Linked DNA regions of Mus musculus: regions 1, 2, 3, 4, 5 and 6 are each linked to region 7. Evidence: chromatin contacts called from public ChIA-PET, HiChIP or PLAC-seq and promoter capture Hi-C data. All regions are on one chromosome and are shown on one strand. Each heading gives the region's core, a stretch centred on a gene start, on an enhancer-like site or on the middle of the called end of the contact. The rest is flanking DNA. Distances are from core to core; before and after follow the strand shown.

Region 1 (2,994 bases), core at 64-2,563, 410 kb after region 7:
CTATTTACCTATCTATCTATCTATCTATCTATTTATTTATTTATTTATGGTATGAGTGCTCTGTGTGCATGTATGCCTGCATGCCAGGAGAGGGCACTAGATCCCATTACAGATGGTTGAGAGCTACCATGTGGTTGCTGGAATTGAACTCAGGACCTCTGGAAGAACAGCCAGTGGTCTTAACCGAGGAACCATCTCACCAGCCCCCGCGTTATTCACTTTAATTCCATCTATTGGAATTCCATGATAGTTAGGCATGAGGTCTGAGTCTTCTCAGTGACAATCACCTATTCCCAGACGCAACCGCAGCTACTTCTCAGCCTCACAGAGGTCATTCAAGTAAAATCCTACTAAAAGTGCTAAGATTCCTCCAGACATCCATTCATTTATTTATTGAGAGACAGAGTGCCAGGTTGGGATTCAACTGAACTAGTTGTGGCTGGGTTTGAACTCCTGATCCAGCATCCAAATGTTGAGATTGTACGTGTGCAATAACCACACCCAGAATTGCCTGGCATCTTGAGGTAGAGTTGGTAGGCAACAAATACAGTTTTATCACTTGCCACTAGGCTTGTTCGGGGGCTGGTTAGATACCTCAGTAGGAAAAGTGCTTGTGAAGTTGTCACAATGATCTGAGTTCGATACCCAGCACCCACGGAAAAAGGTAAATGTTTTAAACTTCAAAGCTGGGAAAGAGGAAACAAGAAGCCTCCTGGAGTTCCATAGCCAGCTAGGCTAACCCAGTGGGGGAGCTCCAGATTCAGTGGGAGACCCTATCTCAAAAAAAAAAAAAAAAAAAAAAAAAAAAAAAAAAAGCTTGTGGCACACACCAGGCAATCTGAGTTCATAGCCAGCTTGGTCTACAGAAACCCTATGTTGGCCACCACCCACCACACATATGCGCGCGCGTATTACCTCCCTCCCCACCTGAAAGTTTTTTTTATTTTGTCTTATTTCAACCTAACCGTTAATTCCATATTTTTATTTGCAATTTGGTTTGGGAGAACCTGGCAACATCAAAGCAGGCTCTTCCCGGTTATATCCTGTGGCTTTATTGATTTTCTTTCTTATTATCTTCATGTGTTGCCAGAAACAGAAAAGTTCAGAGTCCGAGCCACCCTGGATTCCTTGAGGTCGAAGGGAGCCGGGAACAGCCTCCTGCCCTTTATCAACACGTCAGCCAAACTGCCCTCACGAGAAACTTCCGCCCGCCCGAGGCATGGCCCCCATCAGCCACGCAGAATTGGCTTCAGTCAGAAGCCCGACCGCCCCCTGGCAACAGAAGCGGCTTCCATTGGGCAGTTATAGAAGATGGCGGCGCCTGACCGCGTGCGAGGTCCACGCTTGGGGTCGGGGCCACAGCCTGCCTGCGGCATGGGCTCGGTGGATTGGTGGAGAGCCGTAGTGTCGTCACGTGGGCGGGGCGCGTCAGTTTGCGGAAGTAGGAGGGCTGAGAAGTGCTGAGTAAGCCGAGGTGAGTGACGGCGCGGCGGGGGCGGGGCCTGACGGCCCTTTCCCAAACCTCCTGGTGCCCCTGTCTTGAATGTCGTCACCTGGACCCTGCTTAGGACCGGCCTCGTGTCTGCGACTCTGAGGCATGTCCTCCGTTAACTCCTATCTGGCCTCCTTGAGTGCTCCCGGCTTCTGTCCTTTCATCCCCTGGCGTCCCCAACTCCCATCCGGTGACCGCATTCTTCTCCGTTGCCGCCCTCAGTTTCCCAACTTCCAAAATCAACCCTTCTCCCAATTCATTGCCCGACTTTCACCCTGGACTGTCCACTGTCCCCAGCTCCTCTCTCTGCGCTTCTGAGTGCTCCTGGTTTTCTGCCTCATTGCCCGATTTCCCCCACGCCACCTGCTTCCTGCGTCCGTCCCTTTGTGCCCAACCCCTGAGCCCCCATTTCTAACTCCCTGCTTATCTTCTCTTGTGCCTCCGGTTTCCATTTGCTCCCCCGTGTGTTTTTCCCAGTTCTCTAGCCTCCAATCCTGGGTTCACCTCCAGCTCCCTCCGATGACCTGGAAGCTGGCGACTAGGAGCCTGTGACCCAGGTGACTGTGACTAGGGATTTGGGTGTGAGTGCGACTGGGAGGGCACAAGGGTTTATGGATCTCTGCCTGTATTTTTAATGGGCAGTTCACATGATCGCAAACAAATACCAATCCTTCCTCTAAAGTTCCCCCACCTGCCCTCTTGCCAGCCCGACAGGATTGGGCAGGTTTGGTTTGGCCTCGTTGAAGCTCCACCCTTAGACTAGTGCAGTGTTTTGTTCTGGTCTCTGCCTTCACGTGGTTCTGGAGCTTGGAGGCCATGCTCTGTTCTTGTCTGTTTTCTCACTGTGCCAGATAGGACTGAATTTTCTGCCCACATTAGTGACTGCCACGAGGCTCAGTATTTGAATGAGAAGATGTAGAAGACAAGGCTTGGTGACCAGTGTGGCCCTGTACAAGCTCCCTGCTTTGCTGTTGTTTCATAGGCAGGATGGAAAGGGCTGGGGGATAGGGAGAGAGAGGACCAAAGGGAGAGCATTCCCCTTTGTTCATGTTTTCAGTGTTTATTAATCACCCTGACAACCAGGCGCTTTTATTTCTGTTACCTTTATTCTCTGCTCCCTTTCCACTGAGCAAATATTGATGTAGCTAGCGCCCGCCCGCTGTTCCTGCTTAGCCTGGGGAAGGGAGGCCAGTGACCTCCTTTGCCAGGGTCATGCTAATACCTTTGGGGCTAGGTTTTCACTGTAGAGAGTCCCCAGTTTATTTATTTTTTTAAATTATTTTTATTTTATACATATGAATGTTTTTCCCGGATCTATGTAAGTACACTCCATGCATGCTGAATTCACTCGGATCTGGAATTAAAGGACTTGTGGGGGCTGGAGAGATGGCTCAGCAGTTAAGAGCATTGACTGCTCTTCCATAGGTCCTGAGTTCAATTCCCAGCAACCACATGGTGGCTCACAACCATCTGTAATGGAATTTGATGTCCTCTTCTGGTGC
Region 2 (3,139 bases), core at 318-2,817, 480 kb before region 7:
GGGTTTTTTTGTTTTTTGTTTTTTTCATATGTATGCATATGGTGTGTGTGCATATGCAGATTAGAGGTTAGCTGGGGAGTGGTGGCACAAGCCTTTAATCCCAGCAGAGGATAGGTGGATTTCTGAGTTCAAGGCCAGCCTGGTCTACAAAGTGAGTTTCAGGACAGCCAGGGCTACACAAAGAAACCCTGTCTCAAAAAAAAAAAAAAAAAAAAAGAGAGAGACAGAGAGAGAGATTAAAGGTTGATGCAGGGTCTTTCAAACCATATTTCTTGAGGCAGGTTTCCCACCGGACCCCAGAGCTTTCTGATTTACCTAGTCTAGCTCACTTGCTTCGGGGAATTCCTGTCTCCACTTCCTGAGGCTTACAGGTTGACCACCACACCTGCCTGGCATTTACATGAATACTGGGGATTTGAACTCTGGTCTTCGTGCTTGTACAACAAGTACTTTCTCTACTGGGTCCTCTCCCCACCCCCACCAGTGAGCTTTGAGCCCTGCCCCACTTCTTCTGCTTTCCCCAGTTAAAAGAGGGAACTCTGCATAACTTATGTAAATTTGATTTAAATGTGATTTTTGGCTACTGGGCTGGAGTGGTGCACATCTTTAGTGATCTCAGGACTCAGGAGGCAAAGGCAGGTAGATCTGTAAGTTTGAGGCCAGCCTGGTCTAAAGAGAAACCTGTCTCAATAGACAGACAAAAAGTTTCAAAAATTAAATAATGTGTGCCAAGCATGGTGGTGTAGATGTGAGTGTGTGTGAATGTGTGTGTGTGTGTGTGTGTGTGTGTGTGTGTGTGAGTGTGGGGGTGGGGATAGGGAGGTGTACTGTTGGTATTGGTGTTGTCTTAGTATTTACCCCTGGTTGTCTCGGAACTCAATGTGTAGGCTAAACTGGCCTTGAATTCACAGAGATCTGACTGCTTTTCTCTCTGCCTCCTGAGTGCTGGGATTAAAGGTGTGTAATACCGTATCTGAGTGTTTCTTTTTTCTTTGTAGGTTTTTTGTTTGGTTATTTTTGGGGTTTTGTTTTGTTTTTGTTTTAGACTGGGTCACATGCAGTCCAAGCTGGCCTCATACTCCTGGGTTGTTGAGTCATATCTGTCCCAGGCACATAAAAGCCATTCCAAAACATTCCAAAAGAGTAGCTACTGTTTGTGTGTGTGTGTACCTCAGGATACCTCCCCATATCCAGCTGATGGCACTGGATAAATGAGTGGTCAAGACCAGGATGGAGAGGACAGGGAAGTAATCTCAGATGGAAGCTGAGTTCCACACTGGCCCTGCCGAGTCTCAGGAGACCTCGATGCCTTGGGACCCTTGCAACAGGCAGCTGACCAGGGAGCTGGGCGCTGAGTAGGGAGGGCTCCCTGGAGAGGTGCAACCAGCCCTACTTTGTTGGGGATTGAGATCCACAGGCAGAGCAGACAGATTTCTAGGAAGATAAGAAGGTCAGCAGGACAATGAAGAAGCGGGAAGAGGCAAAGAAAAACAGATGAGTCACAGGGGCGAAGGGAAGAAGCCCAGGGAGGAAATGCATGACCCGTGTGTCACGTATACCACATCGAAGGAGGGGGAGGGGCACAGGGGATTTTTAAACCTCCACCAAGCTCAGACTCTGCTGCCAGGCGCATGCGCGCGCGCACACACAACTGCCCACCGCAGCTGGAGACCTGTAATACACACACCCCATCTGACAGATGAGCATCCAGGAGCCGGACGTGAGCAAGGGAGGGCTGCTAGGTGCTGAGGAGACCGGACATAGACAGCTGAGGTGCCAAGGGTGACATCTTGTCCTCATTTCTTTCAGAAAACTATCTGTTCTCTTCCTTGACTAGTAAAGGCTCAACTCTGACTTTCCTAAGCGTCTAAACTGATCTGAGATTCCACCCAAGTCATCCAGATCTGCTCAGGATGGTCAACAGACCTAACGGAAGCCAACAAGATCCAAGCCCAAGAGTTTATTTTGTTTGGGGGTTTTGGTTTTTCAAGACAAGGTTTCTCCGTGTAGTCCTAGCTGTCCTGAAACTCTGACAAGCAGGCTGGCCTCAAACTCAGAAATCCACCTGCCTCTGCCTCTCAGGTGCTGGGATTAAAGGTGTGCATCACCATGCCTGGCTCAGAAAATTTTTAAAGATTTTCATTTGTATTGATTTTTCAAAACAGGGTTTCTCCTGTAGTACTTGCTATCCTGGAACTCTCTGTAGACCAGGTTGGCTTCAAACTCAGGTCCCAAGAGATGCTCCTGCCTCTGACTCCTGAGAGCTGGGATTAAAGGCACACATCACCATCACCTAGCCAAGATTTGTCTTTCTTAATCTTATGAGTATTTTGTCTGTGTCTAAGTAAGGACACTGCAAACTTGTACTGGTGCCCACAGAGACCAGAAGAGAGCTCTAGGTCCCCTGAAACTGGAGTTACACATGGCTGTGGTAACTTGTGGGTGCTGGATATCAAACTCATGTCCCCTTAGAAAGCAACCCTTGTTAAGCTCTGAGCAGTCTCTCCAGGCCCACTAGCTTTACTTTGAGAAAGATCTAGTAAGTAACAAAATCTTGGCTAACCTGGAACTCTGTATGTAGACCAGGATGGCCTCAAACTTATAACAGTGTTCCTACCTCTATCTCTCAAATGCTGAGATTATGGAAGCACACCACCGTGCCCAGCTCAAGCACAAGACTGTGTGCCTGCACAGATGTGCACACAAGCAGATGTGCACTGGTTCACATGTGCATGTAGAGGCTAAGGTCCATGTCCAGTGTCATCTTTAGTCACTTCTCTACCTTGTTTTTAATTTTTTTTATGTATATGAGTACACTGTCGCTGTCTTCAGACACACCAGAAAAGGCATCAGATCCCATTACAGACGGTTGTTAGCCACGTGGTTGCTGGGAATTGAACTCAGGACCTCTGGAAGAGCAGTCAGTGCTCTTAACTACTGAGCCATCTCTCCAGCCCTCCACCTTATTTATTTATTCATATTTGAGACAGGGTGTCTCACTGAAGCTGGAGTTCACCCATTAGCTCGACTGCCTGGCCAGCAAACTCCAGGAACCCGTCTGCCTTCCCAGTCCTAGGGATGCTAGATATGTGCCACTGAGCCTAGCTTGTTTGTTTCTGTGGCCCTGATCCCTGGACTC
Region 3 (3,170 bases), core at 277-2,776, 370 kb before region 7:
GGCATAGGGCTGTACACAGAGCCCTTTCCCAGGTGTGAAAAATGGAAGTCAGCAACAGCCAGCTGTCACTCAGCCGCCTGGGGCTCTCTCCCAACACTGTGACCTCCTAGCAAACTTGGAGACCCCCCCAGTCTGGATCCAACTGTAACTCTCTGTGCTCCTGGTTCTGGAAACTTCCCGAGGACTCGGAAGGGTTTGTTTCCCTTCCTGGTTTCCCCTTCTGCTCAAGAGGAGCTGCGGGGCTGCTTCTAGGCCTCTGACACCCTTGTCCCCTCCCTGACTCTTCCTCAGGCCCGTGCTCACGCAACGTTTCCCACCGTAATGGACCCTGTGCCTGTATGTTCTTCAGAGGCTCCTACAGGACAGGGACCACAGTCACCCTTGGTGACATCACACTAACACGGGTACCAGAAGAGCAAGTCTGCCCGGCAGAGCCCAGTAGGGCATGGGGTGAGGTGGTGGGGACACTCAATTGTTAAAGGGCACGGACCCGCTTCCCAGTAACCAGCTACTGTGTACTGGGCACACACAGGAGGACAGCACAGACAACCTCCCTCTGCGTCCCCTCTGTCACAGGGAGGGAAGCACCAGGTATGAAAATGCCTCCTTGTTGTCCTCTTAGGCCCCGCCCACTTTCCCTTCTGTCTTTGTGGCAACCGGCAAGCCGCTATTCACTTTCCCGTGGCTGGAAGTTTCTCAACATCTCACGCCTGCGTCATTTGGGGTCATGTGACCTGTGGCTGTGGCACTCATCTTGACCCTGTAGTTGAAAGCTCTCCCCACTGCTCCAGCCTGGAACCTTTGCTGACCCAAACAAGCAGAGAGAGGACAGTGTCCTAGGTGACACAGGGGGCGGGACCACTTGCTGGGTGGGTGGAGCCAATACATTTAGGAAGCAAGGTCATCTCTACCATTTACTCACTGGGACCTTGGGTCAGTGTCCACTACCTCCTGGCCTCCTGTCTACTCAGCCATGAGCAAAGGGCTCAGTGAGCCCTCCAAGAGCCAGGGATGGCCACCACTCCTTTGGGAAACTGCAAAGGGTGGCTGGCATACCCCAAAGGAGTTCCCTGCAGGCCATGTAGAGCACGGAGCAACACAAAGGGACAAGAGTAGGTTGAGGGAGCCCACTAGGAGAAGACCAAGACGGAGGAAGGGACTTGCATGAGGAAAGAAAGCAGCTGAGGCAGGGAAGGCCCTCGCTTTGAGGCTGATCACGGGGGTCTCACTGGACTCACGTCTTGAAGCGCTGCCCTGCCCCCACCCCCAACCCCTTCATCAAACTCGAGTAACGAGTAACGCTGAGTGGCAGAGCAGCAGAGGAAGTAAAGAAGGCTGGCAGGAGCTCTATCTGGCCCATCTTAATGTGGCCTCATCAACAGCCTGATTCAATGACCTTGAACAAAGTGTCTTGACCCTTCAGACCTCGGTTTCCTCAACCATAAAATGGAGATAACCCTGGCCATCCCAGGAGGACTGATGTCTATCAAGGATTCTGGGAATGACAGCCCACATCCTGTGACTGACCACACTCACCATGTGGCTGAGCCCCTTGCAGGCAAACTTCCCAGTATCTATCTGTCCCACCTTTCCTGTATTTGGAACAGGGCCTCCTCAGCCCCCCTTCCCCTTTCCCTCTCTCTCTTACTCTCCAGCTAAACAAAGCCTGGCATTCAGTAGGTACTCAGTGTCAAGGACACAATGAATGACTGTAACCCCTGGGCCCCACCTGTAGACCCCTGCTGGACACACACTTGCACACATATGTGGACACACCCCACCACTCCCCACCCCAGCTGGACACACACATGTGGACACACCCCACCACTCCCCACCCCTGCTGGACACACACTTGCTCACATTTATTGACACTCCCCACCCCAGCTGCACTGGGCTTCAGTGGAGTCACTTGGAGGCTGAGCATGTGCTAGGCAGAGTCACCTGGGAGGGAGCAGGGTGCTTGGGAGGGGAGCTAGGATGGAAGGGCAGGGGCAGGGTAGGCGGTCACCGTCGCCGCCATGTGGGGGAGGGGGGCTCAGTAGCCCTGCGACTGGTAGCCCTGAGGCTCAGCATCAAAGGCGTTGGCTGGATGCTGGTAGGTGCCACCCATGCCAGCAGGGTCCGACCCAGCGCTGGGCTCCACGTAGGGTGCATAAGGCATGCTGGAGTCCTGGCTGGGGTCCATGTAGTCCTGGGAGAAGAGGGCCGAGTCGGCGCCAATCTGGTACCTCTGGAAGGCTAGCACAGCCTGGCCCGCCTGGGATAGGGGCAAGCAGGGACAGGGGGCAGGTGGGAGGGACGGTTAAGGGAGAGACAGACAAGAGTATTGGGTTAGTAGAGGTTAGTTGACAGGATGCAGAGGGTTACAGACGTTCAAAGCACCGAGCTTGACCAAGGGGAAGGACTGTTCACGCGACCACCCCTCCGAAGGTCTGGGACCGTATCAGCCATCTATCAGGAGCCTCAGAAGTTACCTGCCCCATGTGTCCCAAGGCAAGACCACTCCACTGTGGAGGGTTAATATGGCCCACAGACACACAGCCTGCTCCCAAACTGTGTCCTCGGGGATGTTTTGTGAAACGGGAGAAAAGGTTGCCTAGAACAGAGAACTCTTCACAGCTTCTAAAAGCCGCCATCTTTCTGTTTCTCTTGTAGCTAGGCACAGTCACGTGGCTAACTCTCAGCCAATGAGATACAGCCATGTTCTTTGTCCCACCCCCTGATCCAATGACTGGAAAGCAGATGTGCTAGCTAGCTGGAGCTCTAGTTGCTTACACACAGCTGGGTGCAGGATGGGTAAGAGTTGGGGTCGGTAGAAGCTGGGATCACTGAGAACACCTACAGCCACTATGCAAGCCCTACACCATCTCTCCAGACTTGGAATTTGTTATTATTTGGAATGGAAATCACTGTTCACTAAAGCTAATTCTAGCTGAAACACTTGGGTCAAACTAAACAGTAAAACGTGTTTCAGGACCACAGGACTCATCAGATCCTTGACTGTTCACTACATACTGGGTCCTGTTTCTCTCAGCATACACTCTGGGAAAGGTCTGACTGCAGCCACGTACAGAGAGGGGACAAGGGAGCTGACCTCGGGGACCTAAAGAGCATTATCAGATCAGCTCTGTAATTCAGAGAAAGCTTTCCCCACCCCCTGCCAGCCTACC
Region 4 (3,002 bases), core at 97-2,596, 400 kb after region 7:
CATGGGTAGACTCCAGGTGTGCCAGCTGGCCCAGTATTTAAGTAGCCCTGGGGTCCAGGGTGGAAAGGGGGAGGATGACGGAGGGTGGAAGGGGCGGGAGAAAAATTCCAGACCTGGTGTGACCACCGATCGGTCTACACAGAGGTCCAGTCTAAGGAGTCCAACCTGAGGAGTGTGACAGTGGGCCTCATGCCATCCTCCTGGACCCAGCAGGTGCAGCCTCAGACACCCAGACCAACCACAGTCGCCAACAGAATAGTCCGGGAGCCTTGTGTTCTCCAATCTGTCACAAACTTTCTGGCCTTGCCTGTTTCTCCTGAGACTGGAAGAATGGGACAATCCAGGGGTGGACAGTCCATACTGAGCCGGAAAACTTGGGGCTAAGGAAGGACTCCCATGTACTAGGTTCCCAGATCCACCAGGTGGCCAGGAGAAGACTGGCTCGCTAACCTCTGCTCTATTCTAAGCTGCAGGCACCCGCGCTGGGCGAGGAACAAACACTGATGTCACATGGCTCCAGCCAGGGGAAACTCCAGAGACAACAGGGACCGGGCAGTCCCGGCTGGTGGAAAGGGGGAGGATGACGGAGGGTGGAAGGGGCGGGAGAAAAATTCCAGACCTGGTGTGACCACCGATCGGGCCACTTCCTTCGCTCGGGTCCTTATTCCGCATTTGCTCCAGTGGACACTGGTGCGCACCCACTTCAAGATACACTGGGCTAGTGTCAGTCTCCAAGGAGCGCGTGCGGCCACACACACAAACACACACCCCGAAGTACACCGTGTGCACGCAGCCCGCAGAACTCAGGACGCTCCCCAAAGAACACAGCCGCACGCACGCCACCGGGAGACGTAAACAAACCGCGCACACAAGGTGCTGGGCGCGGCTCCAGGGACTGTTCTCACCGAGTCACGTACGTGCACGCCCCGCCCCCGCCCCCGCCCCGGCTTCCTCCGGGGCCCGCGCACCGCCTCCCAGCCAGCCCCTCGGAGGCCCCTCCGGGAGCTGATGTTAAGGGGGCGCCGAAGGGGCAGGAGGACCACGCGCCGCCCAGGCAGGACCCGGAGCTCACACTTCTGGAGCTCGGTCCCCGTCCCTGACGCGTCCTTACCGCTCTCCGCCAGGCCCGGCGCTCAGTGCGTGCTTGTCGCGGCTGTCGCGGTGGCGGTCCTTGGCCGCTCTCGAGCCCCACTCCTCTCCGATCGGGACCGCAGTTCACTAGGAACCCGGCTCCGCGCAGCGCCGCTCCGAGTTTTGTTATGGGGCAGGCGGCGAAGGGGGCTGGAGCCGCGCGCAGTTGTAAGGCGAGCTTCCCGGAATTACTCACGCACAGGATTCCTTTCATTCATAAAAACCCAGTCATGCAGTGACGTCACCGCCCCAGCCGCCAGCAAGCCCCAGAGCGGCCGCCTGGAGCCGAGACCCCGCCCACGCCCGAGTGAGGCGCCGCCCCCAGTAGACCCCGCTGTAGGAGCCCACAGCCAGAGCCGCCACGGTTCTCCGTGCTGGGACTGTGTCCTCTGGATGCATTCACGTGACACCTCTGGAGAACGGCGTGGGTGGAGGTGTCATTTGCTTTGCTTTACAGTTCACTGTCTGGCCTCTTCTCTCGTCGATCTACATCCTTTGTCCGGATGACCTCATCCAGTCTCGTGGTTTTAAGTGCCTTCTCTGTACCTGTGAACCGTAGGTTTGTATTTCCGAAGCCACAGCAATTGCCTACCCCTGGTCTTCACGTGGTGTCGGCTCCATATCTTCAACCCTACCTCCACTCGCCCCAGGGACGCTTTCCCTGTGGGTCGATGTGCTTGCTTGTTACTAAACTCTGATGCCTAACGTTCAGACCCCACAACTTCCAAGGTGGAAGGAGACAATGACTCCAGAAAGCTGACCTCTGATCTCTACGTACTTAGAGCGGTGGAATGGGTCCATTCACACACAGACACATAACAAATAAGTGAATTTAAGGAAAACACAAGTTATAAGAAAAAGGTGTTCAAAAAATTTACCTCTGAACTCAAGTTCTCAATTCTAGAAAATACACAATCCTGTTCACCACCCTCCCCCACCCCCCACACACCCTTTTCCTACCTTCTAGAGAGCTGAGGCTGTGCCTGGCAAATAGTAGGTGCTCAACTAATGAAGAAATCCAGTAGACCTGTATGACAGTGAGGACCCCATGTGGCTAGATCCATCGCCCACATCCTCAGCCTAGGAGAACAGGGAGCCAGGCTTCTGCATCCACACCCTACTGCCCACAGAAGTCGATCTTTTGGTAATGGCCAAGCAATGTTGTGCAATGCTGCGTTTAGCAGTGGGGTTGGCCTTCTCACACTGTCTTTCCAGTGGCAGAGTCATGAGACGCCCCGCAAAAAATGGTATCCTGGGAGAAGAGGCTTCAGAGCTCAAGTGGCTGGAGGAGAGAATGATTTGGGATCTATCACATCTTTTTATCTTTCAGTGAGATCTTTGCCCATGTCACTGATCTTTCTGGTAAGAGGGACTGGTGGGTAGAATGAAGGTGAGAGAGCTGAGGCCTCCCTGTTGGCTGTCCTGCCAGACTGCACACTGTCACCCCCTCTACCAAACTCTGAGTCACAGGATGAAACAAGGCTACCAGACCCAGGACCCGTGAAACCTCGGAGTTCTTGCTCACTTGAGATGAAAGGGGAGACCGGTTGAGGGTGTCACTTCCATCCCCTCTGACAGCCTGCAGAGGAAGGCAGGTCAGTGTGGGCACTTGTCTGGACCCTGGCCTGCTCAGGTTACTCTTTGTTTGATAAGCTGCCTTCCTGAAAGACCTGGCCTGAGGCCACTCCCACTGCCTAAGTCTGGGACATCTTCAGCATTTAAACAGAGCAAGCCTGGAGTGTTCACACTGGTAGAAATTAAGAGACAAAAGCAGAGAAACCTGCCTTTTCTTTTCTCTTCCTTTCTTTTTTCTTCCTTCCCTCCTCCTCCTCCTCCTCCTCCTCCTCCTCCTCCTCCTCCTCCTCCTCCTC
Region 5 (3,043 bases), core at 431-2,930, 300 kb after region 7:
CAAGTCCTGAAATGGAGGGCAGGTGACAGGATGAGGAAGGGAAGCTGGGACAGTGGACTCCAGACGGAAGATTTGTTCCAAAGGACCTGCGATGACCAAGAAGGGGAGGAGAGTGGCTTTAGGCAGCGCTGGCTGAGTTCCATCTCCAGACAGGTTCACCCTTGATCCATACCCCCGCGTGAGGGCTGAGGTACCTCCAATTCCCTTTCTGGAAACCACAGAGTGAACATCAACTCTGTCTGCTGTCCTCACTGGAGAGGGTTAAATGAGCTGAATGCCTCTCCTGGCGCTGCAGCAGAACAGGCCTACGTTTGGAAAGCTGGGCCCATGTTGGAAGGTTTGGGTGGTAACATTGCTAGGAGGACATTGATGCTTGCTGTGTTCTGCTCAGTCTTGCCAAGGCCCCACGGCCTGGGCTCTGACCACTGAGGCTGACTGCTGTCCAGACCAGCTGCCTCTGGTGAGGATTTGTGCCCTGCGTGGCCAAGGCTTCAGGAGAGAATGCGGGCCTGTCATACAAAACCTGCCAATTGTGAATCAATTGACAAACGCAAAGCCAAAAAGCACCAAGCGGGCCATGCTCAGTCCACCACCTGGGCAGAGAGAGCCAGTTGCCCGGTTTACCATCACAGAGGCCTCTGGAGGCAGCTCCTCCTCATTCTCCTGGTCTTCTGATCGGCATCCCCAGGTCCACCAGATGAACATGGCCATCTTGCTGGGCTGTGTGGGCCTGGGCAGACCTTTTGCCCTCTCTGGGCCACAGTATCCTGCCCTCCTGCCCTGTGATAGGACCTGGTCTATAGGTCTCCCAGCAATCTCCTCAGCCTCGGGGAGAAGATGCGGTTATTATGAAGTGACTCTTTCTGAGATGTGCTTCCGGGGTGATCAGAGGTACTATGTCCACAGTAACAGTTGTGTGTGTGTGTAGAGAGAGAATGTAGGTGTGTCATAAGTTGGAGCTTTGCATGACCCACTGTAAATATCATTTTAATAGCCTTGTGCTGGGACCTTCCATGGTGGAGCTGGAAGCTGGTGGGAAGCCTTCATTAACTCTCCCATGACCTGGGAAGGCTATGGTCCTTCTTCCTCGTTTGCAGTTAAGGACATTCAGGCATTGTCTGGGGGATGACTTTGTTGAATGAGCACCTCTGGGTCCCTGACTCACGTGTGAGTTCTTGGTGAGGGGCAGGGGGCTCAATGGGTGAAACTACGTTGGAATCTGAGGGACTGTCACAGTGGATCTGAACGGCAGAGGACAGAGCAAAGAAAAGTGTCTGCCTGGAGTTTTCTCTGACCACACATCCTTGGTCCTTGTCCACGCCCCTCAGTCCCTATGCTTTATTCCCAAAGCCCCTGGCCAGTGTTCTCTACAGCCTTCAGGCTACTGAGCCCTAAATCTCTTTTGCAGTGCCAGGAGTCTCAGCTGATTCTCTCGGGGGTCCCCGCAGCTTTGGCTGGAGATAGGGCAAGGCCTGAGTATAGGAAATCTTAGTTTTGTGTGCCCCTCACCCAGGGTGGCAGCGTCAGAACACGCTCTCCGGGGGCTGCGGGCCCTTTAAATCCTCCGGGGCGGCGGCGGCGGGCGGGGGATGACATCAGCGGGCGGGCCCGGGGCTCAATGGGAACCGCGGGGACGCGCGCGCGGGTAGGGAGCGCGCGAGCCGGCGGCGGGGGCGGGCGGCGGGAGGCGGCGGAGCGCGGAGCCTGAGCCCGGCCGGGCCGAGCGCAGCGCAGCGGGCCGGGGAGAGGCTGGCGCGCCCGCGGCCCGGCGAATCCTCTGGCATCCGCCCCGGCGGCCGCCCCGGCGCGGTGAGCATCGGGGGCCGGGGAAGCGGGGTTCCCTCCGCCTCTTTGTGTTTTCTTTTTGCGCGAGCGCGGGGCGGACACGCGCATCCGCGCAGGGCTGGGGGCGCCGCCCGTGAGGACAAAGGCGCGGCCGGGGACGCGGAGGGGACGGGCGCTTCGCAGGCCGCCGGGTGCACCGAGGCGGCCCCGGGTTGGGGCGGGGGACCTGCGGCAGGGGCCTGGCTGGGGTCCCGGGGGCGCTCGGGTTCCGGGCCGGCCTCGGCCCCTCCTCTGTGTCCTGGGCTCCGGGTCACCGAGGCCGTTCTCGCGTAGGGTGGGGGCGCGCGGGGGTCCTAAGTGATGGGGTGCGTGGTCACCCGGGCCACCGGCTTTGTTTTCCTTTGTGGCGAGAAGAAGGGAGGGGGTTATTTATCGCTTGGCTTCTCATTGCGGTGTGCGAGACAGCCTTGTGCTTCAAGCCTGTGAAAGCTGGGTGCCTGGGCGCCTCAGAGGCAGGGCTGCGACTTAGGCCACCCCCTCCCCCTACTTTGTCCAGAGTTTCCCCACATATTTCTTAGCATAGCCTCCCTTTGGAAAGGGGGTCTAGAGAGAGAGAGAAGGGGGTGCAGTTCCAATGAATACTTGCGTTTGGGACGCCTTTCCTAGGTTTAGGGCATTCCTTCAGTTTTTATTCTACTGATTCATTGACCAGGGTCTTGGCCCTGTGGAAGGTGGGTGGTGTGTGTGTCAGGAGGTGTGTGTGTATGGCAGGGTGACACGGGACTGCCCATGTGCCCAGCTGCTTGTAGTTGTAATTTTTCTAACCAGCTGAGAAGTCTTGACTCCTCATGGCCACCCCCCCCTTTTTTTAACTTTGTTTATTCCCCTCCCCCACCCCTCCCGTAAGGGACAGAGTGAAGAATTGGAAAGCTACTCTGATTTCCTGAAGGAGCCCCCACCCCAAAGTCAATTTCTTGGGGTGGCGGTGGAGGGGGGCTTTTAAGTGGAGGAGGGCTGGGACACGCTAGACTCCAGGGCTCTGGTCTCCAGGGTGGGGAGACCCTGGCGTTGGTAGGGTCCTTCAGGGTTGGTGATTGTGCAGAGAGCCGTGAGTGGAGAGGGGCTTGGGGGGTCATGTGCAGTGTATTTATGTAAGACTCCCAGACAGAGGGCACTGGTATTTATATAACCTGGCGTGGGTATTTATGTAATATAGGATGCAGTATATTTATGTTCCTTTCCTAACCTGTGGCTTTCC
Region 6 (2,992 bases), core at 52-2,551, 340 kb after region 7:
ACTCTGGGAAGGAGGTATTTGTCTCAGAACAATCCTGCTTCAGCTTCCCTAGTAAAGCCAGCCAAGCAAGACTTTGAAGACATGTCTGGGGAAACTGTAGCCCCAGCAGAGGGGACAGCAGGTGCAAAGGCATGGAAGCTGAATGCTTGTACTTGGTTGTAGGGAAAGCAAGAGGTCAGTGTTCAGGAAAAGGAGATGAGGCCAGGCATGCCTGCGGAGGGTGATGCTGGATCAAGGCTGTGCAGAGATCTGCAGATGTTGGCTTCATTTGGAATGGCATGAGGAACTAATTAAGGGTTTTGAGCAAAGTGCCATATAGTTCATCTTGGGTGGGTTCGTTTGTTTGTTTACTTTGGTGCAAAGAATTATATTGAGGGTCTGGTGAATGGTAAGCAAGCATTCCTCCAACGATTTGGATTTTTAAAGGAATCCCTGATTCTCACATTGGCACAGACCCGCCGAGGACAAGGTTGGAAAATCGGGCTAAGTAGATGCTCACAGTACCTGGGCAGAGCCTGGACATGACAGCAGTTCAGTAGTGTGGAGGTCAGAGTCTAGGGATACAGGATGTCTTGCCCAAGCTGATGGGACGAGGGGGAGAGGGAGGGCAGCACTCAAGGATAATACTAGACTTTCTGGCTTGAAGACTGGAAGCAGGGATTGGGGAATGCTGTGAAGAAGAAATGTGTGTGGAGGGGAAAGCAGCTGAGCCCGCTAAGTAAGAGGCGTCGGTAGACATTTGGAGCTGGAGATAAAAATAAACTTGGTTGCATATTACACATTTCAGTCATCTGGGTAAGACGAGGACCTCACAAATCAAAGTGGGGTAGGGGCTGGAATGACTCCTCTAGAATCGGTTCGTTAGGCTGCTAGGAATGAGGTGGGGCAGCTCCACTAGAGCAGTTTCATTTTGCATAACTATACAAAACGTTCCGTGGAAGTCCGTTCCACAGTCTCACACTCACCCTCCCTGTCTCAAACGTCAACTAGATTTCGTTTCACCTTCAGCGTTGGCATATACAAGGCTTTCAGAGAATTGAAACTCAAGCTAGCTCGCGAGTGTCCGGGACAGTCTGTATCCCGCGGGTCAGACTGTGCATCCCAGGACTGTGGTGGGTGGGACTGGACTAGGAAACCTGGGCCCTGGGTCTCTCGCGGTGCGTTTGCGAGTTGCAAGAGGACCTCACCATTCTCCTGACCCGAGATTGCGCGTGGTGCTTCGCAGCGCGCGGCCCCTTTAAGGCTCGGCGAGTGACCTCAGCGGCGCGCTCCGGCCCCGCCCCCGCCAGCGGCGTTCCTAGTGCGCAGGCGCGGCGCGGCGGTACCCGGCGGGGCTCGGGACGCGCCAGCGGCGGCCGAGATACCGGGCTGCGGCGCCGCCTGCTCCGCCTGCAGTCTCCAGCGCCATGGGCTCCTGAGGTACCCGGGCGGCGGATGCACGGGATGAACGGGGACCGGGCGGGGGCTGCACCTTGGGGAGAACTCCACTCTGGGGACTTCCCGCGGGGAGGCAGGGACTCGGAGGCCCCCAAGCGGCCCGTGGGTGTGCCCGCTTCGCCAGCGTGGCGGGGCCCTGAGTGTAACCGGACCTGCTCGTGGGGGAGTCGGGGTGGGCGGCGCGGGGCCCAGCCTCTTACCGATGGGACTGTGCGCACCGCGGTGGGTGTGCTGCAGCCTGGCACGACCGAACGGGGCGGGGAGACGTCGGTCCTCAGTGCAGTGGCTTTGACCTGGCCCGGTGGTCGGCCCTTGAGACGGTACATGCGTAAATGGGGGTGTGCGCGCGCTTTGCACACAGGTCAGTAGATTTGAAGGGGGATAGGGATCTGGGGCTCCCAGGATGCTGGGTGTTCAAAGGAACCCTAGAGATTGGTTTGGGTGTGTGGTGCCTGTTTGCCTGGGCACGCCCTTGGACACCTTGCTTGGATGCTTAGCTTGGGGCTAAGGAGCTCCAGGCAGTGGCAAAGCTAGGGAGTCTGGGGAACGGGCTCGGATTTTTAGTTTGTATCCTTTCTTGGAGGACTGTATGAGGCGGGACATCTCATCCCTCCCTCCTTGGAGGCCTTGGTGGGGCAAAGCAGGTGTCTGCCTGCCTGATACCTGGGTGTGAGGTGAAGGTCTATGTATTATTCATCTGGCTGCCAGGTGCTTTATGTAAGGAGAGAAGTAGCAATCTGTGCCCTGGAGGCAAGTGCTGCAGACTCAGCCAACACACACACACACACACACACACACACACACCCCACCAGCATCAGCAGCAGGGGGAGGTGCAGGTCTCCACGGTCTGGCTTTTTTGACAGGCTGTTTGCAGCATCCCTCTTCGTGTCAACAAGTTTGGTGGGCCCTTGGGCTCGGCACATCTGAGTATCTTGAGAGTTCTGTGCAGGGCCGGAGTTGGAACCCTTGGGTGTGGGAGCCCCAGAAGCTAGACTGGTGCTCACCCCGCACACAGATGTGAGGATCGAGGCATCGAAGAGCTCTCAGGTGCTTGGGGCAGAATCAGAATTGGAAAGAATCACAGGGATTCCAGAAACAGAAGACAAAAGACTGAGGAGTATGGAGGTGGATTCAGTGCTGGGGGGTGGGGGGTGGGGGGGATGGACAAGCCAGCAAAAAAAAAAAAAAAAAAAAAAAAAAAGGAAAAAGAAAAAAAAAGGCTTCAGTACAAAGGGACAGTCGAGCCAAAGCTGGGTGACTAACATTCCTCAGAGACTTCTTGCTTTCCATGTGTATTTTCCCAGTTTGTTCTCAGGGCAGCTGTGCCAATAATGTATCGGGCATAGATGTGGGTTAGGAAACTGAGGCAGCAGGTCAAGGCGGGTGGGGTGGGACGGGATGGGGATTAAGTGACTCCCTTGTCAGTGTGGGACTAGTAGGCTCTGGTAGCATCCTTCATCCCTGGGTCTTGCCCAAGTTGCCTTGTAACTTACTGAGCATCTACTATGCGCCCGGCTGAGGGCTGTCTCCCGGCCCTGCTGGCTCACTGCTCTCC
Region 7 (3,155 bases), core at 31-2,530:
GATAGTTAGCATAATTGTCCAAAGATACTGTAAGGGTAGACAGCATCTCATTTCCAGATGGGACAATGGAGGTCTAGAAAGGGGATCTGGTTTTATTTGGCAGTGGAACCAATCCAAAATGAGGGTGTGTGTATTTCCTCAGTTTCCTACTGCCTTTGGATACCAGCTTTTTTTTTTTTTTTTTTTTTTCTTTTCGAGACAGGCTTTCTCTGTATAGCCCTGGCTGTCCTGGAACTCACTCTGTAGACCAGGCTGGCCTCAAACTCAGAAATCTGCCTGCCTCTGCCTCCCCAGTGCTGGGATTAAAGGCGTGAACCACCACTGTCTTTCTTGTCCCAGTTCCCCCCACCCCCTTGGCATTTTAAAGTGAAGGACACCGGATCTCATCATCCTTAGAAGATATTGAACAGAAGTGGTTTATCCCCAGTCGCACTCCTTTATCTTCTGGGGGCGGGGTGTGTGTGTGTTTGAGAGAGAGAGAGAGAGAGAGAGAGAGATGGGGTGGTGGTGGGAGGGGACAGGTCCGTGGAGTCAGGAACTCATCCCAGGGGGAGGAAAGTAGGAGAACCGTGTTGCCAGCCCTACCTTCTCTTGCAACCAGCTGTGGATGGAGCCTTCTTTAAAACAGAAAAGCTGCTGTCAAACTTGGGGTTTCTGACTGGACATGGTGGTGCACTCTTATCTCAGCACCTGGGAGGCAGAGGGGTAGGTGGATCTCCGTGACAGTAAAATCCTGTCTTGGAAAAACAAAAACAACAACAAAAATAGGTGGTGCGGGAAGATGGGTATCCTGCCCACCTTGGAATTTAAAATTCAACCTTAAAATTAAATAGTATTAATCTTCTAGACTCAACTTCCCCTCTGGGTGGGTTCTTTATAAGAAACAAAAAAAACTTCCACGGACCTGTTTCCCTCGTCTTTAAAATGGGCAGACACGGCTGACGCTGGTAAGCGTCCAAACCACCCGCGCGGGGCCGCGTCAGGACCCTATCCTGGGGCCAATTTCATGACACCCTGTGTGCTCCCGCACCTAAAGCCTTTAGAGCTCCGGCGCCGCGCGCGCGTGGGCACGGATGCGCGAGGGAACGCTCGGGTCCCACAGCCTGGAGGTCGTACTCGCCCCCGCCTCCCACGCGCGGACTACAGGGCCCACGCGGAGGGCGGGCCGAGCCGGAGCCTTTGTGTTCAAATCAACCAATGGGCGGCGGCAGAGGGCGGGGCGGGCCGGCTGGGCCCGGCCAATGACTTGTGGGCTGTCAGCGTTGATTGACAGGCGCACACATACACACTCGGCCACGCGCGCACCGCCCTGCCCCACTCGCGCAGCGCGGTCCTCTGCCGGCCGCATTGTCCGCTCACCGACCCCGCGCCGTCCCGCGTCTCCGCTCCGCGCGCGTTTCAGCCCCAGCCCCGGGCCCGGCCCGGCCCAGTGCGCGGCGCCGCCCGGGGGACTCCGACGCGGGAAGAACCACGCAAGGTAAAGAAGGGATTGGGCCCGCCTCCCCACGGCCCCGCGCCCGCCTGACCCGGGTCGCCGTCCGGCCAAAGCGCGGGCCTGCGCCTCCCTGTCCGGCCAGGCCGGGCCACTCCAGCCCCTGCGCGACGCACGCCCCGGGACACTCGCGGGCCGGCGCCCTGACGCATCGCGGTCACGGGGAGGGCGCTGTCCCCAGGCGGGACTTCCCCAGCAGCCTCCGGGGAGGAGGGCAGCCAAGACCCAGCCGCCCCAAACCGGACCAGGGCTGTGCCACAGGCCGAGTCCTGGCACTGGAAGTTCTCAGCCTGCGCCACCGCTGCCTGTCACAGTTATGGGGTACGGGGGAGGGCCCTTTTAGCTCAGTTCCAAAACAGCCAAACCCAACCAAAACAAAACAAAGCCAGCGCGCTCCGGGGTGTGACTTAGAGCCAGGACAGAGGGTGAGCGCCTGGAGCACTTTTTTGTGTCCCAGGGGAAATGGAGTGGAAATGTCACGTATAATATTCCCCAGGATAGGGGAATCTTCGGGACCAAGGCTCTGCAGTAGGAAAGTATGTTTTATTTGAGGGTTTTGTAACTAATGGCGGGATGGAGGAGTGTCTATCTCAGCGGCTCCCCACGGTAGACCTTTGTCATCTTGTGTAATCTGGATGGCCGCTGTGGCAAACTATTTTGTGACAACAGGATGAATATGAAAGATAAAGATAAGGTCCACACCGCTCTGGGAGTGCTGGGAGGTGGCACACGGGGCAGTGTTCGGTGCCCCACCTCTCCACCTACTCAGAACGTTTAGATTCTTGCAACAGCGGCGTGGGCACTGTATAAACATGTTACACTCTTTTCCCCCCTGGCAAAGGCTTCATGTGCTACAGCGGGGCAGGGGTTAAGAGGTGGAGCATATGGGCATCTGGAGCTGTCAGGTGGGGGTGGCAGTCATGGGGGGAACTACCTTATAAGGACTGGAATACAACCCAGGACCAAGGCAACTTCCTGCTTTGGCTACTACCACTTGGTCCCTTTACCAACACCAGTCGAAGAGAGTGAGAGATGCCAGATGGGCATCCCACCTGGGAAGATGCCAGTTAGCCCAGACAGGAGGCTACTTGTCTTTCTAGCTGGATGAACCTGACCTTCTGGTTTCTGTGGTCTGGGTTTGGGTGTTTCCCACCATGCGAGGTCACTATCCACCAGGAATAGCAGAAACAATACTAAGTCACAAGTACCAGGAACTCATTTTGGATGGGTTTGGGATCTAAAGTTTTGTAATCCTGCTAGCCCAGGCTCGGTGAGATTCCTGGGTTGATATTCTGAGATTTGAAGCTGGGTCCCGTGCCTGAAAGATTTGTTTATCTTCACTTGTTGTTTTCACCTTGGTCTTCTTATCAGTTTCACTCCACCCCATGTGGTGACTGTAACTGTTCTATAGGCTAGACTGACTGCAAGACCACACAACAGCTCCACCTCCTGCCTTACTTCTGTTAACAAATATTGGTTGTGTAACTGCTATGTAACCACGCAGTTTACAGCCATGTTCCAAGTGCATGCTATATGGAGCTGTAACACTCCCCAAACAAACAACTTGCAAACCTTCTGATGGAATGCAAATGTCCAGGCCCTGCAGCCTGTCAGGTCTGAGCAGAGAGACCTGGCTCTCACCTGCAGGCTAGCATTCCAGGTT

The links. Promoter capture Hi-C pulls out the DNA fragments that hold promoters and counts their contacts. ChIA-PET counts read pairs in DNA pulled down with a chosen protein or histone mark. HiChIP or PLAC-seq counts read pairs in DNA pulled down with a chosen protein or histone mark. Capture Hi-C pulls out chosen DNA fragments and counts their contacts.
Region 1: a contact with region 7 is called in a FOXA1 HiChIP or PLAC-seq map of pancreatic cancer cells. The contact joins the promoter of Pla2g6 here to the promoter of Sun2 in region 7. A contact is called at or near these places in 1 of 39 promoter capture datasets (erythroid cells), 2 of 115 datasets of contacts at active chromatin or transcription factors (double positive thymocytes and pancreatic cancer cells) and 2 of 9 other capture datasets (adipose tissue and liver).
Region 2: a promoter capture Hi-C map of the 3T3-L1 cell line shows a contact between it and region 7, with 3 times the contacts expected there. The contact joins the enhancer-like site here to the promoter of Sun2 in region 7. A contact is called at or near these places in 2 of 39 promoter capture datasets (the 3T3-L1 cell line and liver), 3 of 484 Hi-C or Micro-C datasets (embryonic stem cells and palatal mesenchyme), 2 of 115 datasets of contacts at active chromatin or transcription factors (astrocytes and pancreatic cancer cells) and 1 of 9 other capture datasets (liver).
Region 3: a contact with region 7 is called in an H3K27ac HiChIP or PLAC-seq map of the HPC-7 cell line, with 7 times the contacts expected there. The contact joins the enhancer-like site here to the promoter of Sun2 in region 7. A contact is called at or near these places in 3 of 115 datasets of contacts at active chromatin or transcription factors (the HPC-7 cell line, embryonic basal ganglia and pancreatic cancer cells) and 2 of 9 other capture datasets (embryonic stem cells and macrophages).
Region 4: an RNA polymerase II ChIA-PET map of memory CD8 T cells shows a contact between it and region 7, with 78 read pairs. The contact joins the promoter of Maff here to the promoter of Sun2 in region 7. A contact is called at or near these places in 1 of 39 promoter capture datasets (erythroid cells) and 3 of 115 datasets of contacts at active chromatin or transcription factors (effector CD8 T cells, memory CD8 T cells and pancreatic cancer cells).
Region 5: a contact with region 7 is called in a promoter capture Hi-C map of adipose tissue. The contact joins the promoter of Csnk1e here to the promoter of Sun2 in region 7. A contact is called at or near these places in 2 of 115 datasets of contacts at active chromatin or transcription factors (memory CD8 T cells and pancreatic cancer cells) and 1 of 9 other capture datasets (adipose tissue).
Region 6: a contact with region 7 is called in an RNA polymerase II ChIA-PET map of memory CD8 T cells, with 17 read pairs. The contact joins the promoter of Tmem184b here to the promoter of Sun2 in region 7. A contact is called at or near these places in 4 of 115 datasets of contacts at active chromatin or transcription factors (bone marrow-derived macrophages, effector CD8 T cells, memory CD8 T cells and 1 more) and 2 of 9 other capture datasets (adipose tissue and pancreatic islet).

The regions. Positions count from the first base shown.
Region 1 is chr15:79,326,690-79,329,683 of GRCm38.p6, reverse strand. Pla2g6 (phospholipase A2, group VI) reads left to right here and starts at 1,313. Exons shown (of 17, transcript NM_001199023.1): 1 at 1,313-2,049.
Region 2 is chr15:80,217,864-80,221,002 of GRCm38.p6, reverse strand. No RefSeq gene overlaps it. Among named protein-coding and RNA genes, the nearest start is that of Gm46521, 6.2 kb to the left of the region's middle. Within about 2 kb of position 1,567, at least 161 of the 459 cell types and tissues checked have an H3K27ac peak or open chromatin away from gene starts, as enhancers often do. A contact at or near this core is called in embryonic stem cells and pancreatic cancer cells, where this site is marked.
Region 3 is chr15:80,114,942-80,118,111 of GRCm38.p6, reverse strand. Syngr1 (synaptogyrin 1) reads right to left here. Exons shown (of 4, transcript NM_207708.1): 4 at 1-2,257. The coding sequence ends at 2,036. Among named protein-coding and RNA genes, the nearest start is that of Tab1, 17 kb to the left of the region's middle. Within about 2 kb of position 1,526, at least 58 of the 459 cell types and tissues checked have an H3K27ac peak or open chromatin away from gene starts, as enhancers often do. A contact at or near this core is called in the HPC-7 cell line and embryonic stem cells, where this site is marked.
Region 4 is chr15:79,345,864-79,348,865 of GRCm38.p6, reverse strand. It overlaps Maff (v-maf musculoaponeurotic fibrosarcoma oncogene family, protein F (avian)), which reads right to left and starts at 1,346. Exons shown (of 3, transcript NM_010755.4): 1 at 1,112-1,346.
Region 5 is chr15:79,440,694-79,443,736 of GRCm38.p6, reverse strand. It overlaps Csnk1e (casein kinase 1, epsilon), which reads left to right and starts at 1,680. Exons shown (of 11, transcript NM_013767.6): 1 at 1,680-1,809.
Region 6 is chr15:79,401,612-79,404,603 of GRCm38.p6, reverse strand. It overlaps Tmem184b (transmembrane protein 184b), which reads left to right and starts at 1,301. Exons shown (of 9, transcript NM_172608.1): 1 at 1,301-1,419.
Region 7 is chr15:79,740,661-79,743,815 of GRCm38.p6, reverse strand. Sun2 (Sad1 and UNC84 domain containing 2) reads left to right here and starts at 1,280. Exons shown (of 18, transcript NM_001205345.1): 1 at 1,280-1,477. Gm16576 (predicted gene 16576) reads right to left here and starts at 1,118. Exons shown (of 4, transcript NR_045069.1): 1 at 905-1,118; 2 at 586-733.